Regions from separate parts of the Zea mays genome. Here region 1 is linked to region 2. The links are chromatin contacts, called in public Hi-C maps. All regions are on one chromosome and are shown on one strand. Each heading gives the region's core, a stretch centred on a gene start, on an enhancer-like site or on the middle of the called end of the contact. The rest is flanking DNA. Distances are from core to core; before and after follow the strand shown.

The links. Hi-C and Micro-C count contacts between places; a contact is called where the count stands out from the background.
Region 1: a contact with region 2 is called in a Hi-C map of ear, with 1.7 times the contacts expected there. The contact joins the promoter of LOC100273915 here to the enhancer-like site in region 2. A contact is called at or near these places in 2 of 25 Hi-C or Micro-C datasets (ear and tassel).

The regions. Positions count from the first base shown.
Region 1 is chr1:248,714,576-248,719,226 of Zm-B73-REFERENCE-NAM-5.0, forward strand. LOC100273915 reads right to left here and starts at 1,332. Exons shown (of 6, transcript NM_001196768.1): 1 at 886-1,332. The coding sequence starts at 931.
Region 2 is chr1:248,455,260-248,460,314 of Zm-B73-REFERENCE-NAM-5.0, forward strand. No RefSeq gene overlaps it. Among protein-coding and RNA genes, the nearest start is that of LOC100275567, 66 kb to the left of the region's middle. Within about 2 kb of position 2,147, at least 17 of the 20 cell types and tissues checked have an H3K27ac peak or open chromatin away from gene starts, as enhancers often do. A contact at or near this core is called in ear and tassel, where this site is marked.

The DNA.
Region 1 (4,651 bases), core at 82-2,581, 260 kb after region 2:
TAACCAGACACTGCCTCCCAAAGGACACTTATTGTATCACAGGAAGAACCAAATTACAGATTAATTAACAGCCAAGTTCCTACACTTCTGGAAAAAAAAGAGACAAATGTGAAGACGAAGTGGCAACGCTAATAGAACTACAATCTACAAAATCGGCAAGTAGCAATACACGATGGGCATTACTGGTAAGTTCCACCTTCCAATCCATCAAGATAAAGCAAGGGTGCTGCTCTTTTTTAGATAATGTAACGAGACACTTGCTGCCAAGGCCACTCCATGAGTTGGGACCAAATTCTATGATTCAAACAACATTATGGCTGGGCGTATCATAATACCAATTTGACACTCTCTGCCTATAAGTGGGTAATCAATTCCGAACTGGAAAATGGAAAATGATAACTCCTTCAATTTACAAAACGAAAATATCCATTTCCTCTTCTATGAAAGAAATACTGACACTCCACAGTAAATAAATAGGGAAAAGAAGAAAGCGATGGCACATAGACAAGCATACACAAAAATAGAGTAGGCAGCAAAAGGCTAGCAGCAGTAGCAACACAATAATGAATCATGGTGAAGGAAAAGGCGCGCATATGGAAGGTCCACCGATCAACGCTGGAGCGCCCTGTCCAGCCTCCTCGGAGCAGACAGCCATTAGGCTGGATCTGACTGAGGATCGTTCGTTTGACCAGGAATGGACCAGGATTCGTTATAGCTTATCAAAATTTATACAAATTAGAGAAACAATAAGGCTAGGATTCGTTCCAGGCCTACAATCCATGAAAACCGAACAAGGCCTGAGGAATCAGAAGAGACGAGCACAGAGCAGCAAAGCAATAGGAGCAGTTGCTTAGAAATCGAGCGAGAAGAGGCTCATGCACTCACAGGAGGTGTTGTCCACCGGCACCGCTTTGTCCATGCAGTTCCCCATCTCCACCCTCCGCTGACGCCGGCCAATCTACCGGCGACACATCGACCGATCCGGTCGCCGCGATGCCTCTTGGGTGGGAGCTGCTAGGAACAGCAAGGTCGGAGTCAACGCCAGGAAGCTCCGCCACCAACACAACAGCGCACTCCTCCAAAATCCAATCTTTGGAGGATCTGAGGGCCGAGCCCGACTGCCACGCCAACCCGCGCCGGCGGAAGCACGTAAGAACGAACGTGTGCGTGTCCCCGCCTGAGTCAAGTCAACCCAGGCCGGCGGCTGAGCAGTGTCGTGTCGTGTGGATGGGGTTCGCCAGTAGGAGGCATATGTCGCGGGCGCGGCCAGCCCAAGGCCACCAGGTTTTGGAGCGGAACGGAAACGCGGAAGGCGCGAGGAGAGCCTCGCTGTCTGGTCTCCGGTGGGCTGCTACTAGGGTGGAGTAAAGAAATGGCCATGAGCGTTGAGTAGGCAAAGGTTTTGCGGTTTTCTAGTGGCTAATGTGATATGGTCTCTGTTGAAGAAATGATGGGGTAGTTCTTGTGTTGCTCACTTTGTCAGTGTCAACGTGATGTAACGAATTTGTTTTAATGTGTACAATATTATTATTTGCGCGGGCTCTGATGTAGTAGTATTAGGTATAGATATTTTAAAGACGCAATAATGTCTGATATTTCTATGGTCTTGCTTTTAGTAAACACTTAAAAAGACTTGGATATTTCATGCCCATGAGCACTCGATTTCTTATACTTTCGCTCACCAAATTGAGATGGGTCGCCTCACAGTCCATATAGGTCTTCAACTTGCTGCTGTTTTTTTTTGTTTCTCTCTCTTTTGCCAAAAAACGTCACAAAATATTTAGAACATATACTTGCAACATACATGTATAACGTTACAATAAATACAACATTCGCATATAATTTTGCAATACTCAGATAAAACACTTGCAACACATGTCTAATACAAATGAAACATTTAGAACATATATTTTAAAATATATTTATATTCATTACAAATATATGCACCATCTAGATATACTTTTACAACATTCATATGAGACACTTGCAACATACATCTAAAACACATGAAACATACATTTGCAATATGTGCTTTTAACAATATCTCCTTGTTGCTTGAGTGAATGGTGTTTCGGTGGCGTGTGGTTGTTATAGAGTTGCTCGTGACATGGACCTTGCTAGAAACATAGAGTTGGGTGGCTACACACAGATGGCAAGGTGGGGCGGTGCGGCGAACGACAAGAAGAATAGGTGGGATGGCCAGCAGGAGCCCAGATGTCATGGAGAACGCTAAGGCGACATGGTCGCGATGGTGCCTAGTCATGGCACAGATGTGGAGCTAGGTGATGCTGCATAGACAGAGAGGTGGGGGCGCTGCACGGCGATGACAAAGAAGATGGACAGGTGTGATGGCTGGCAGATGTTGAAGAAGGGCACGACAGTTGGGTGGGTACGTGCCTATGGTAAGCGACCCCCACGCTAGGGAAGACTATAATGGGCAGATGGAGAGTGTGATGACTGTTATGACCAATTATTTTTAGCATCTAGTTGGGGAGCATGTTTGTTGGTCCAATCCGTAGGCATGGTAAAGAGCGCCAGGACTAACGAACACCCCACAAGAAGTATTTCCAAAATAAAGTTTTTTTTATCTATGATACCTTGTCTTATACACATCTTGCTCATTCACTATGAGATCCAGTTCCCTACTCTATCCACTTTTATTCATCTTTAATTTAGCGGCTCCCATAAGTCACTATGGCACCATGACAAATTGCAGTACTCGACTCCCATGGCCAATTGTGTTGCATGTGTTATCCTACTACCTAGCCTTGACACCAACCATCATAAAGCCAATCACCTCAACTATTGTGGCCACTCTATGAAGCTCGAGTGATTATTAATAATCATAAAAGTAGGCTATTTTTAAAGTAAAACAGAATATAAACCATGACAATCACATGTACTAGAAGGATCATTGCTCATATTCTAGTTAAATTAAACATCATAAACATAAATAGTAGTATGAGGATTACTCACATAGTAGTTGTTTAAATATCATTAGCAACAACATTAGAATAAGTAGTATGTACCTTTTGAATGTAGAGGGAGATGATGGTGCTGATGATGCTAACATTGTTGTTGCTGGTGGTACGAAGTCGTCGGTGATTAGTGGAGGGATGAGAGCACCTAGAGGGAGGTGAATAGGTGATCCTGTAAAAACTTAAACTTATAGCCACAAAACTTGGTTAAGTGTTAGCACAATGGAATTAAGTGGCTAAGGACCGAGCTCTTGTGAAACACAATGGTCAAAAACAAGCACAAGAGACACGATGATTTATCTCGTGGTTCGGCCAAGTATAACACTTGCCTACTCCACGTTGTGACATCCCAATGGACGAGGGTTGCACTCAACCCCTTTCAAGTGATCCAATGATCGACTTGAATACCACGGTGTTTTTCTTTCTTTAACTCTTTCCTGTTTGCGAGGAATCTCCACAACTTGGAGTCTCTCGCCCTCACAACAAAGATCAAAGTGAAAGCACTAGAGTAAGGGAGGGAAGCAACACACACAAATCCGCAGCAATACGCACACACACAGCCAAGACTTGAGCTCGAATGAATCGCAACAAGTTCACCACTAGAACGGAGCTCAAATCACTAAGAAACTCAATCAAGTGCGCGGAGACGGAGTGTGGAAGATTTAGAATGCTCAAAGTATGCTTGGGTGACTCCTCCATGCGCCTAGGGGTCTCTTTTATAGCCCCAAGTCTGCTAGGAGCCGTTGGAACCCAACAAGGAAGGCAATTCTTGCCTTTTGTCGGGTGGCACAACGGACAGTCCGGTGCACCACCGGATAGTCCGGTGCACCACCGGACAGTCACTATAGCATGTCCGGTGCGGATCTCCTTCCATTCCTGGCACAGCCGACCGTTGGATCTTCGGGCTGGTTGGTGCACCGGACACTGTCCGATGCACACCGGATAGTCCGGTGCCCCCAGCCGACCGTTGGCTGGGGCCACGCGTCATGCGCGGATTGCGCGACCGACCATTGCGCTGGAGGACGTTGGCTCACCGGACAGTCCGGTGCACCACCGGACAGTCCGGTGAATAGTCGTACGCCGCTGAAGATTTCCCGAGAGTGGCCAGTTCGCCGGAGCTGGCCTGGTGCACCGGACACTATCCGGTGCACCACCGGACAGTCTGGTGCACCCAGACTGAGTAGCAGTTGGCTGTACACAGCCAACTCTTTTCCAATCCTTTTCTTTTCCTGATTCTAGCACTTAGACAAATATATTAGTACATAAAAACCAATGTACTAAGTCTAGAACCATACCTTCTTGTTGATTTGCACTTCATCCATCATTTGGCATATAATTACTCACTCAATATGTGTTGGGCACTTAATCACCAAAATATACTAGAAATGGCCTAAGGGCACATTTCCCTTTCAATCTCCCCCTTTTTGGTGATTTATGCCAACACATCAAAAAGCAACAAATTGAAGTGCAACATCAATGCAATTGAGAACAGAAATAGTTTTTGACACGATTTGACATATTTGGATCGTTCTTCGCCACCACTTGGTTTGTTTTTGCAAATCAAATTCATTTTCCTATCTCTAAGTTAAACACACATGTTTAGACACAAAAAGAGATAATCCAAGAGTAAGAATGATTAAGAGCCAAAAACTCCCCCTTTTTCCCATACTCAA
Region 2 (5,055 bases), core at 897-3,396:
CTTAGCGACGAGCCCCTGACGCTTGGACTGGCTGGTGCTGGTAATTTTTTTGCTTCATACTCGTGCACATTATTTTTTGCATGCTTTGCCTTTGACTTCGCGCTCCACTGGTTTTTTTTTTTTTGTTTGTGCAGACGAGGGGATGAACCTTGTGGCCAAACCACGCAGTGAGCCCACCAAGGCGGTTGTCGATGTTGTGGTGGATCCATGGGCGAGATTTTGCTCGGTTGTTGATAGTGGTAGGGACCCAAGGTCTGCTTCGTCAAGTGCGGTCCCTAGAGCGGCCGCAAAGGCTACAGAGGAACAATTACGATATGTGAGTTTTAGTTTACTTCGATTTATATTTTTTTGATGCGAGATTTGTTGTGTGTGCGATCATTGGTGTTTTGATTTACCGTATATTTCTTTTCTATCTTGTTAATGTGCAAACGTGGTTTACTTTTATTATTTCGTTTTTTTCCTTTTTTAATCATTTTAGGTGTTTGTCCCCATTGTGTATCGGGCACACTGGGTGGTATATTGCATCAACATGGTTCATAAGCAAATCGACATTCTAGATCCTCAGAAATGAGAGGAGTCAGACAAAGATCTATCCACGCTAGATTTTGCTTAAATGCTCAACAAAGGTTATCTGATCTATAGACTGTACATAGACGTGAAGTTCCCTGACATAGCACAGTGGGGGATGCGTTTTATTGTAACACCTTACCAAAGAGAGTCATCGGACTGTGCCTTTTTTGTCATGTTATTCATGGAGTTCTACAACAGAGCAGATCGGGACTTTGAAACTATGATCAACGATGTAAGTCAAACAAACCAAGGTCAGTAAGTGATATAGTTGTACAATAATAAATTTATACTAATCAATAATAACTTCATGATGTACAGTTATATATGGTTGATCATTAATAAACTTGATGTTAGTAAGTAGTATTTTTAGAACTTCAGTACCAACTACATGCATATTGTTCAATACTAACTATAGATTGGTTAGTACTAACTATAGATTGAACAGTAATAACTACATATTGCTAAGTAACAACTAGATATTGTACTGGATACATATATATCATTCAGTAATATTTTTAGATTTGACAAACCATTGTTATGTTGTATGTTATTTTTTCGCAGGAAAAAGTACAACAACATCTTGCTCAGGGCACGTATCCTCTACTCCATGTTGTTTCATTTCATGAACAAAGCAAAAAAGGCATTTCCCTATTACCCTAGAGAAGTATGATCCTCCGTCGCTCTTCCCATTTCAAGACGTGCCTAGCTCAGCCCTAAATCGTTAAAAACAATATTATTTGTGTCATATGTAGTACAACTTCCTAATGTGATGGGATGTAAAAAACACATACATTTCTCTCCCTTGCGTGGGTTTTGTGAACTTATTTATACTACCAAACAGAAGGGAAATTGTTCGGATTATTATTTACGAAATGTTCGGTTATTATTGAAGCAATGTTTGGATATTACTAACGGTTTTTTCGGTACTACAAAGAAACGATCAATTATTACAAAAAGAACATTCGGTTTTTTAATCAAGAAACGTGCGTTTATTACCGACAGTTTTTAGGGCACTACAGAGAAAACATCAAGTTTGTTTTTTACTGCAAAATCACACGTTTATTACCGCAAGAACGTATGGCTTGTTACTCAAGAAACGTGTGTTTATTACCGATAGTTTTTCCTGAGTACTATAGAGAAAAGGTAAAGCTTGTTTTTTTAACTGAAAATCGTGTGTTTATTACTGAAGAAATACTCGATTATTACTGGCGAAAGTTCAATTATTACCGAAGATTTCGAACCACTAATGAATACCATCGCACCCAAAAAATGCACACGAAGTTACTTCATCATGTACAAAAAAGGAAAAAGTGATGCTATATATATTGCATCATGATAGATTTTGAGTGTGCATTATGTTGAATTTGTAATTCAAGTTTTATCATAATCAGAAAGAATAGAAATTAGAAAAGAAATAAGAAATAGAAAATAAAAAGGAGCTCTTACCTTCCTGGGCCAGCTTCTCCACCTTCCGGCCTAGATCCCCGCACCCGCGAAGCCCATCTCCAGCCAGCCCACACCATGCCAGCCTTGCTCGTCCGCACATCTCAACCTAGGACACGCGCCGATATGTGGGCCCCACTAGCCAGTCTTCCAGCCACGCTCGTACACCACTTGTCTTCACACATCGACAGACCTATGGGGTCCTAGCGACATCCTCAATACCCACCCAACACACACAGATGAGAGCACCTAGAGGGGGTGAATAGGTGATCCAATAAAATTCAACTCAAATAGCCACAAAACTTAGTTATTAAAGTTAGAACGGCTAAGTGGCTTGAAACGAGCTCTTGTGAACACAGACAATCAAAGAGAAAGCACACAAGAGACACGCAATTTTTATCCTGTGGTTCAGCCAAGTAACACTTGCCTACTTCCACGTTGTGGCGTCCTAATGGACGAGGGTTGCACTCAACCCCTTTCAAGTGATCCAATGATCAACTTTAATACCATGGCTTTCTTCCTTAGTCTTTTCTCCCGTTTGCGAGGAATCTCCACAACCTGGAGCCTCTCGCCCTTACAATAATGATCACAAAAGAAGCACAAAAGTAAGGGAGGGGAGAGCAACACACACAAGACTCAAATCACAGCACAATCACGCACACAAGTCACAACTTGAGCTCAAAACACAACTCTCGGAGTTCACAACTCAAATGGAGCTCAAGTCACTATATCAAGGAATCAAATGCGCGAAGTTGGAGTCTTGGAGTCTTAGAATGTTTCTCGTAAGCTTGGGTGACTCCTCCATGCGCCTAGGGGTCCCTTTTATAGCCCTAAGGCAGCTAGGAGCCGTTGGAGGCCAACAAGGAAGGATATCCTTGCCTTCTGTCGGGTGGTGCACCGGACAGTCCGGTGCGCCACCGGACAGTCACTGTAGACGGTCCGGTGTCGATCTCCTTCCTATTCTAGCGCATACGACCGTTGCATCTCCGGGCCAGATGGCGCACACCGGACAGTCCGGTGCCCCCTACCGACCGTTGGCGTGGGCCACACGTCGCCCGTGGATTGCGCGGCCGACCGTTGCGCTGGCGACCGTTGGCTCACCGGACAGTCCGGTGCACCACCGGACAGTCCGGTGAATTATAGCCATACGCCGCCGATTTTTCCCAAGAGTGGCATGTTCACCGGACACTGTCTGGTGCACCACCGGACAGTTCGGTGTGCCAGACCGAGCAGGACTTCGGCTGCACCAAGCCAAGTCATTTGCAATTCTTTTCTTCTCACTGTTTCTAGCACTTAGATAAAACATATTAGTACTTAAAACTATGTACTAAGTCTAGAAACATACCTTCTCTTCGATTTGCACTTCTCTCTTCATTTAGCATATAAGAACTTATTTAAATGTGTTGGGCACTTAATCACCAAAATATAATAGAAATTGCCCAAGGGCACATTTCCCTTTCAACAGAACACTAACATGTGGCACTACAAGAGCTACAGTCATTTTCGGCGGACAGAAGCCACTGAAAATAAGGCCTTTGCCGCCGAAAATAAGCTATTTTCGGCTGCTTTAGGCTTATTTTTGGTGGTTCCTGACCGCCAGAAAAAAAAATAGCCAAAAATAAGGCCATATTTTCGGCGGCCAAGGTCTAGCCGCCGAAAGCAGCTTATTTTCGGCGGCCCTTTAGGGTCCCTCTGACGGCCGCCGAAAATAACAAGTGCCGAAAATAGTATTTATTATTTTCGGCAGCCAGGGAGGCCGCCGAAAATTAACAATTTCAGAGCAAAAAAATTTAAAAAAATGCTAAAAATAACAGAAAATTCATACAATAATAGAAAATTCATACAATAACAGAAAATTCATACTTGAGTCCACAACATAAAATTTGAGTCCATACAAACATAAAGTCCACGAATAGTCCATACAAACATAAAGTCCACAAATAGTCCATTACAACGCACAATGCGGCACAAAGCTAACTCCATCACATATCGGGGTCATTGGAGTTGTGTCCACTACCTCCAGAAGCGAAAAACTCGTTGACGAAGTCGTGTAACGGGTTTGGATTCTAAAAAAAGAAGACATTAACAACGACATTGGTTACATGTATGACCATTATTCAAACAAATTGTTTTTCAAACTAATCTCTCCTGGAGTAGCTCCCTCCCCTGCATAAGCTCCTCCTGGTGCTGGTATGACCGGTGGTGGCGTGTTGTGGCCCATGACCCCGGATCCTTACAAAATCAAGTTTAGTAAAGATTTGAAATTAGGTTGATACAAATGACAAGTCTTAACTAAATTGAAGCACCTGAGGTGGAGGTGGCGGAGCATGTAATCCCCACTGAGGCATCGACGGCTGAAACTGAGGGAAAACAAATGGTTGTTGTTGTGCCTTCTGTGGAAACCAAGCCTGTTGCAAATATAATATGTAAGTTATAGAACCAATATCGAGCATGTTGAGAAGAAATAAAACACTCACGTTCATTGCTTGTTGGGCTTGTGCGTTGTAAGCAGTCATGTACTTTGATTGCTCTTTGAGGAATGCCATTTGTTGTTGCCGCAGCTCTTCACGAAACTTTTCTTGCTGCTCCCTCATAGCGTCCTCCATGCTAGATACAGAGCAGCGACTACGGCTGCTACTACCACAACCCGCCTGCGACGAAGAGCCGCAACGAGAACGCAACTCCATTGAATCGATAACACCGGTAAACATAGAATATCTTGAAAAACAAGAAAATTAGCTATTCGGTCATAGTTCCAATATTATTGAAAAAAATTCACAAGTTCATACCGTCCATGCGCATTGCATCCAATAGAATGCACAACTTCAGCGTCGATGGTCGGCGCTCCTCGCCAATCGTAGTCTTCTCCATACTTCCTAACCATCTCCTGCCCGTATGTCTCCTGCAATACAATATGAAGGTTCAACACACATGTAATTTATAGCTATATGGCAAAAAAACATTAATCATAACAACAACTAACCATACGCTCAACGGCCGCTTGACTACACAGCTCATCGGAGATTTCACTGTTTTTCGCTC